Regions from separate parts of the Mustela erminea genome. Here region 1 is linked to region 2. Evidence: chromatin contacts called from public Hi-C data. All regions are on one chromosome and are shown on one strand. Each heading gives the region's core, a stretch centred on a gene start, on an enhancer-like site or on the middle of the called end of the contact. The rest is flanking DNA. Distances are from core to core; before and after follow the strand shown.

The links. A called contact is a pair of places that touch in the nucleus more often than the background predicts.
Region 1: a contact with region 2 is called in a Hi-C map of fibroblasts, with 4 times the contacts expected there. The contact joins the enhancer-like site here to the promoter of PXDC1 in region 2. A contact is called at or near these places in 2 of 3 Hi-C or Micro-C datasets (fibroblasts and skeletal muscle).

Annotation. Positions count from the first base shown.
Region 1 is chr4:128,109,284-128,113,144 of mMusErm1.Pri, forward strand. No RefSeq gene overlaps it. Among named protein-coding and RNA genes, the nearest start is that of FAM50B, 5.4 kb to the right of the region's middle. Within about 2 kb of position 1,773, the one cell type or tissue checked has open chromatin away from gene starts, as enhancers often do. A contact at or near this core is called in fibroblasts, where this site is marked.
Region 2 is chr4:128,037,520-128,041,628 of mMusErm1.Pri, forward strand. It overlaps PXDC1 (PX domain-containing protein 1), which reads right to left and starts at 1,784. Exons shown (of 5, transcript XM_032340987.1): 1 at 870-1,784. The coding sequence starts at 1,125.

The DNA of each region.
Region 1 (3,861 bases), core at 523-3,022, 72 kb after region 2:
TCCAGAAAAATGGGGAATATTTTTTGGGGGTAATGAAAGCCAAGAAAAAGAATTTTTAAAACTGTTTTGAAGACTCTGTTATTTCAATTCTTTGTGTGTGGGAATGACTAATTGTAATCTACTCACAAGTGACAGAGAAACTCGGATAATTCCAAACACAATAAGTTTAGAAGCTATGTTATATGCAATGCATCTAAGAAACCCCTTGATGGAAAGAAAGATATATGCAATTTTTACCCAAAGGAAATCAGTTCCTTACCACTAAATAAATGTAGGATAAATACTAAGAGAATATTGGTTTGAAGGGGGGTATTTTTATAGCTGCCCAGAAACCCTCATGCCTGGGTCCAGTCCTACTGGTTTGAGGGTCTACGTGGGGTAAGGGCTGCACTGGAAAGGATTAGGTCCTCACTCATATATTAATTTAAAAAGTTTGACCCAGTGCATTTGTGCTCTTCTTTATTAATTAAAACCAAATTTTTGAGCACTTATGTGATAGGAGGTACTAGGAATACAAAAAGTGAGAGCCTCTTTGAGTCAAGGAAAGCGACAGGTATAGAACAGTGTGTGTAGGACTCCGTTAAAACCCAGCAAAGGCTGCGGGGAAACAGAACAGAGGCAGCCCAGACGATGCATTATTTAGCCAGACATCCCTTCCCGCCGCCATCCCTCGGGTGTCACGTTCTCTGCCAAGGAGGAGAGCCAGCAGGGCGGCCACAGTGGCAGAGTAGAAGGCGCTCGGGGTCCGTAAAGGATGGGCACTGAGACGAGGGGAGACCTTCTTCTCCTGGCAGCGCACTTGTTCTAGACCAGGGGTTGGTACACGTTTTCTGTAAAAAGTGAGTAAATGTGTGAGTAAATGTGTGTACCTGTGTGGGCCGCGTGTTCTCTGTGGCAACCACTCACCTCTGCCCCATGGTGACACGAAAGCAGCCTTAGACACAGGTCACCGAATGGCCGCGGGGGAGTCCTGGTGCAACAGCATTTACAGAAGCAGGCGGCGGGCGGAGGCACCGAGGGGCTTGGCTCTGCTCTGTCCTGGGCCTGGTTATCGGCTGCTGCGGGGGCCCTTGGGCAGCAGACGCTGGTGAAGGAGGAGAGCAGAACTCCCTCCTTCCCTCTCTCCCAGGTTTATGCGCTGAGCCCAGATCTCAAGAGTCCCCTTGTGTCTGGGCTTTCTTTCTGCCATCAGCGTTCACTAGCCGTCTAACTTTGGGCAAAGCAGGAGCCCTGCTCTGTGAATGCAGATAAAAATGCCATCTGCTGCTCGTCAGAGGGCGAAGGCTCGCGTTGGCTTTCCTCCCCGCTCCCTCGCCAGCACCCCACAGCCTCGCCTTCCCTCCTCCTCTGTAAGAAATGGGTCCAGAAGATGCTAGTTGTCAGGCGGTGAGGCCGAATTACCATTTGCCCCGGAGTACCCCTTTATTCAGGAGGAACTTTGCAAACATCAAGAGACTATTTTTCTAAAAACCGTTAAAAAAAAAATCCCAGCCACAAGAAAAGCACATTGTGCTCTTTGGTGTTTGCTTTTAAGAAGTGTTTTTCCACTGGTGTTTTAACTGAAGGGTTTTGTTTCTTCCTTCATTTCTCCTAATGGTTCTTGGCCCCAGAACCCACATACCGGCATTTCACCCTTTCCTCACTCACATGGATAAGACTTCGCGGCCCTTGGGAGTTGGCCAAGTGACCAAATAGCTTCTGTCTCCTGTGTCTCAAAATCCTCAAGGCGGTGCAAGCTGCATTTTTCCAGGACTGGGGTGGGATGCCAAAGTGATGATGTCACAGCCCGGGCAGCCGGCCGGCCCCCTCTGTTTCCTGTTTCTTTCCTCCTGACAGACTCATGAATCATATCGCGGCTTTATCATTGGACTTCAAGCTCATTTCCCTGTTCCACAAGCGTTTGGAGTTCTAGGAGGCAGGAGCCAAGTGCAATCAAAACATGAAGTCCCGAGTTGCTTTTTCCTTGCGAAACTAGAACACATGTTCTCCTGTCTTGAAAGAAAGCATGGCATCTGGCTTAATTTGGAGTTCTCTGGCCTCGAGCTCCACTCCTGGGTCAGACAGTGGTGATCTCATCTGAAAAGCTGGGCGCTCCCTGCGCCAGAGGCAGGCGGGGTCCTGGGCGAGGTGGCAGCCGGGCACTCGCGTGTCCAGCATTGGCTCTTGGGGGGCTGTGGGACGAGGGGGACGGTTTTCACAAAAGCCAATCCAACAGCCTGTATGCCCTTGACCAATGCAGAGGCAAACTGTGATCATGTTCAGCCGTTCTCTCTTGCTAGGTGTCTCCTCGGCGTCTCCACCGCAGCATCTCCATATACGGGCCCTCCGGAAAAAGTGTTGGTAGGAAGGGGGACGTCTAACCAAGTTATTTAGCCCCATGAGTTTGAAACTAACACACCGTTGCCTGGTAAATACAAGGATGGACCAGGGAGGGTCAGAGGCAGGAGTTACTCCCATACTCGGCCACCTGGAGGGTGCTCAGCTGCTTGCAATGCCATATTGCTACGTTTGCTCAGCACTCCTGTGACGGGCTCCGTTCGAAGGGTTTATTTCATTTCATCTTCATAACAACCCCATGAGGTAGATTCAATGGCTCTTGCCATAGCACAGATAAGGAAACTGAGGAACTAAGAGGTAACTTGACTAAGGTTGTGTGGTTAGCAAGTGCCAGAGCCCATCTTGATGCTGGGGGTTCGAACACCTGTGGGTGTCTGTGTGCCATGTGATATGAGTATAATGTTACAAATATTATATTTAAAATTAAAATTAGTCTTTTAATAATAAATTTTAGTCAATAATTTAATAATTATATAATTTAATAAATAGAATCCATTAATTTTATTTATGTATTTATATATTTCATTAAATTATATCCATTATACTTTATATTATATATTAAATAATACATTAAATTCATTAATTTATATTTACATAAACATATAAATATAACATATATTTATTAGAATTATTTAACAAATAATAATTTAATGAATAAAATGTATTAAAAATTAAAAATATTTAAAATGCATGTACATATTTCAGAAGTTTCATGTATATTTTAGTACAATAATAGTTGGTGTGATGAGATCTGACATTTATGTTTACTGGAGTCACACTGGTGTGGTGTGCAAATACACAACTTCGTACATACACAGTGCAAATCTGCTTTATGCACATAGTATTACACTTTAGCACCCAGGAGTCTCTGCGTCCCAGGCTGGGGCCATGAGATCTTTTATCCTTAGTTCTGATTCCAGGCTCTGGTCCCCCTGGGCTGCAAGTTTGTCCAGATCATGCTGACTATTTTCTACAAATGTGAGTTAGGTCAGGCTTGTTGCACATTGAACTGACATTCTTGCATCTTCTTTGGGTAGTAGCCATTTTGAGAAAGGTTGTGACGGTTGAATTCTGACTCCCAGCCCCCATCTAGGTGGAGGAGGCATTTATTGGCCAGGAGTCCTATGGAAGTCAGACAGTAGCTTACTTGAGTTAAGGGACTATGAGTCCCCCTCAAGTGGCCAGTCGGCCCAGCGAACCCTGCCCTTCATCCTCCCGTTTCCCCCACGTCTCTGAGATCTGCCCCACATCCTCCAACGAGAAGCAAACTAAATTTAATGTTGATGTTAAATGAGAAGCTGCAGATCACAAGTGTATCTTCTGTGTCTATTTTTTATGTTTAAATACGTATAACATTAAAGTCATGCTCTTCCTCACTTTTAAATTTATCGTTCTGGGCATTCAGTACATTCACGATGTCTGCAACCGTCACCACCACTCCAGAACCTTCACTGTCCCAAACTGAAACTCTTTCACTATTAGACATGGACCCCTCCTCTTCCCTCCCCCCCAGGCCCCTGTCAA
Region 2 (4,109 bases), core at 534-3,033:
TCCTTCCCTCTTCCAGCCGCCTCTCCTCCCGGCCTCCAAAGTGCGGCCGGTGGGATGGGCGTCAGCCAGGGCGTAGGAAAGGGGAAGCCACACCAGTTCTCTGAGAACTCGAATCCCCAGGAGCCAGGGCAGTCACAAGGCCAGGGAGGAGGCAGGCCGCAGTTAATCAAACCCGAATGCGGTCCCACTCCTTGGGGGGGGGGGGGGGGAGACCTGGGCTCTCTCCTCTTTAGTCGGCTGCAGGGAGGCCCCTCCGGACGAGTGACAGAAGGCTGCGTGGCACCTCGTACTCGGGCTCTTCTGTCACGGGAGAAGATCAGAGGCACAGCCCCTTCCAGGGGAGCACTCCGAGGGGGATGGCTGCCAGACACGACGCGACCCCAACTGGACACTGTTGTTAACTCTTCCCAAACATTTCCCCAGCCCCCTCCTGTCGCTTTCCGGGTGGGGTGGGGGTCACAGCCGGCCCGCCCGAGGGTGAGGAGGGAGGGAGGCCGCCACTCCGGAGTCGGGCTGGAGCTCACCCCGACACTGGCCCAAACTGGCCGCTGTACTGTCACTGGTCACTGACTCGTCCTTGGGGACAGTCGGGGCGCCCGTCTTGCTGATTTCCGCCCGGAGGGCCTCAGGACTCTGCGAGCTGGCTTTCGTCCTCCTGCCACTGCTGACCTGCGCGCCCTTCATTTGGGGGCGCAGGATCTAAGCGTCCCCCGTCCCGTGCCAGGGACAGAGACAGCCGCAATCTCGGCTTCAGTAACTTGCCCTCCTGCCTTCACTGCACTGTGAAACGACCTCGCAACCACATCTCCCCCTAAGACACCATCCGATGCGCCCTCCCCACCCCACCCCGGTGCCCGCGCCCCCCGAACCTTGCCGCAGCGGCGCGCGCGCTAGCTCGGGCCGGTCCTCGGGGAAGGCGTCGCGGAGGCGCTGCCACAGGCGGCCGAGGTCCGCGAAGCTGCGGTGCAGGTAGAGCACGCTGCGGTCGGACCACTCCGTGCGGATCTCGAAGAACTCCTCCTCGTCGCCGCGCCGGCTGACGATGAGCCTGCGGATGCCGTTCACCCAGCAGCCGCGCACGAACATGTTCACGAGCGAAGTGCCCTCAAACACCGCCGAGGCCATGCCGCGGGTCGCGCATGCCCCTGCCTCCGGGGGCGCCCTCGGCCCCCGCCCGCGCGCCCGCCAGCGGGGCCGGGGTCTGCCTGAGGTCTGCCCGGAGCCGGGATTCGGCCAGGAACTCTCCCGGGTCGGGGTGCGTCCAAGGTCTCCGGGGCCGGGATCCGTCCGCCGCCGTATGCCTGCGGTCTGCCCGGGACCGGGGTCTCTCTGGGGTCAGGGTCCGTCCGAGGTCTTTCGGGACCCGGGAGCCTGCCGGAGTCTGCGGCGTCTGCCCGGAGCCGGGATCCGCCGGAGTCCGCCGGGAGCCGGGGTCCGTTCCAGGTCTGTCCAGAGCCGGGGTCCGTGGGCCGCTGTCAAGGGCCGCAGTCCTTAGTAACCTGGGTCTGTCCGGGGTCCGCCCCCCACCTCTGCGTACACTAGCGGGGAAGTGCGGCGACTAGTCGGTCGGGCCCCGCCGAGCTGCGTCTTTATAAGGCACTTCCCATCGCGGGCGGCGCGGTCGTCTACGTCGAGGTCACCGCCGCCGCCTTCCTCCCTCCTCCGGGCGAGCGGACGCCCGGCAGGCTGCGAGCCGAGGGGGTGGCCTGGCCCGCCGCTCCCCGCGCCGCCCACGCGCAGCCGGAGCTGCTGGGGCCGCCTGCACCCCCGGCAGCCGGGAGCCGGGCTGAAACCCGAGCGCTGGGCCCCGCCTCCGCGCCCCCTGCCCGGACCCAGACCGCCCCCGCCGCTTCCTTCCCCTCCCGGCCCCAGAGCCGCCCGCGGGTGACTGGACGAGGAGCGGGGAAGGGAGGGCGGGGCAGGCCTGCGCTCCCGGGGTTCTCGGTGCAGACTTTCTTCTCTTCCGTTTCTCGCTTCTCTGCAACTCTAGGCTGGGGGCTGCGCGCCCTGTCCGGCCGGCGACAGGGAAGGGAACTGCACGTGGGTCGGGGCGGGGGACCAGGGCTGGGCGGAGCGCGAGGGAGGCTGCGGTGCCGGGGGTCCGGACGCGGTCGGGACTGTTGGCCTCGCCCTAGTCTCTGCGCCGTCGCCCACCCACGCCGGGCTGGGCCGGGGGTCGGGGCTGGGGACCGAGGCCCGATCCCCCCCACGTTCAGTCCCGCGCTCAGCGTCCCCGCTCCGCCTGGTGTCCGCTCCCCGCCCCGCGTCCCCCCGCGCATTCCAGTCGTGCCAGAGCCCGGACACCCGCCGCAGACACACCGGGAAGCAGAGGGACAGACAGACAGGGAACGGGAGTCCCTTAGGACTTTGGCCCCCTATCCAAGCGGTCGCCCTCCAACAGGAGAGGGGATCCTCCCCACTGCTAAGAAGTGGGACGGACTGGTGGTGGAAAGGAGTCTCGGAAAGAGCCCCTCGAAGTGAGCTGGTCGCCCTTTGTGAGTCTGGGATTTCGGAAGTCGAACTAGGGAAACTGCCCATATTGAAAACTGGGATTTACAGCAGCCGTGATTCCCAGCCCATTTTTTAGCCTGTTCCTAATCAGAAAAAAATTTCAAGCGATCATTTAAGAATTGGAAGTTGGTTCCAGAAGTGTCTCCTGTGACCTCACATCGCCGGAGGCAGTGGTGGGAGAGCCAGGGCTAGGCCCCCTTCAGCGTTTTGCAGAATCCCAGAAAGCGCAGAGAGCCAATCTAGGGCACACAAACGTTAGAGGCTGAGGGCAGGTTGCTGGTCACTTGACTCAGTCTAGCCTGAGATGTGTCCCCCCGCCCCCCATCCCCCCCACTCCCGCCTTCCATCACCGCCACCGGGTTTTATTCAGACTGCTCCAGTGACTTGAGGTGTTCTATCTTTGGGGCTCACCAAGCAGGTTTATCTTTTCCTCTCTGTGCTGGCCTTGGTCTCCGTTTGCTGTGTGAACTGGGAGAAGGAGTTTTCAGCAGTCTGGTGTGCCCTGCTCCCACTGTGGCTGCAGTCAGTAAGTGGGGTGTGTGGCTGATAGGCTGACCACTGGGAGTCTGTCCTGTGGACCAAGGGGCCTGAAGAAAGAGGTTCAAGGAGCTGAGCAGGGCTGCATCCCATCTTCCTCAACAAAGCCCCAGTGAGTCCTCTCTCACAACCAAGCCACCCTCCCAGGACACACACCCTTATTCTCTAGCTGCCCCTGGGCTGAACAGCCCTTGCTAGGACGTTCAAGGCCAGAATTAAGGTGCTTTTATGCATTCTGTAAAATCTTGCCTAGGAACAATCAGATCTGCGGTCCCCCGTTGCCAAGGAGACCTAACTTTGTGAAGCTGTCCCTCCGTCTGTGCCAGGCATTCCTGGTCACCAAAGAGAAGAAGTATTTTCCTATCAGGGATGTTTGTTTGAAGAGACCCAGAGTGAGAGAAAACTATATGCCCAAGCAGAAATAGCAATTGCCCCAAAGCCGCAAATAATTACAGAAATTCAGATTAAAACACAATGGACTATTTTTCACCCATTGCATTGATCCAGATTTCTAAAAATCTATTAAGAAAAATTATCCCAAATCTGGAAAGAAGGCAAAAAGGACCGTCACCTCTCAATGTATGTCCTTTCAAAGTTACTGGGCATTGTTTTAAAGCCCAAGGATTGCTTAATTTTCTAGGAGAATGTACCATTGTTTGATGTTGCTGTTTACTATTAATGAAAGGCTAAGACTCTGCAGGATTATATATTAACTTGCAGATTTGTGCTTGATAGAGATGCAAACAATTTTTGCCCCAGAGAAAAGATAACTTCACAGGTTATCTTTTATTGTCCTGTAGGACATTAACTGTTTTTATATTTAGTCTAACAATCTTATTTTAATATATTTTAAGGACAGTATAAACCTTTCTCCAAATGGTCTTTGAGTCAGCGTTTTCATCTTACAAATTTTCTCATTAATTAGTGAGGGGAATAAAACTTCTGACACATGTGCATGCCATATTTGTAGAAACATTCGACAGTCCTATTTAACTTTTGGAAAATTATCCTTGGGCAATCTGACAACAACAAGAATTTTCGCAGAACTATGGACAGACACG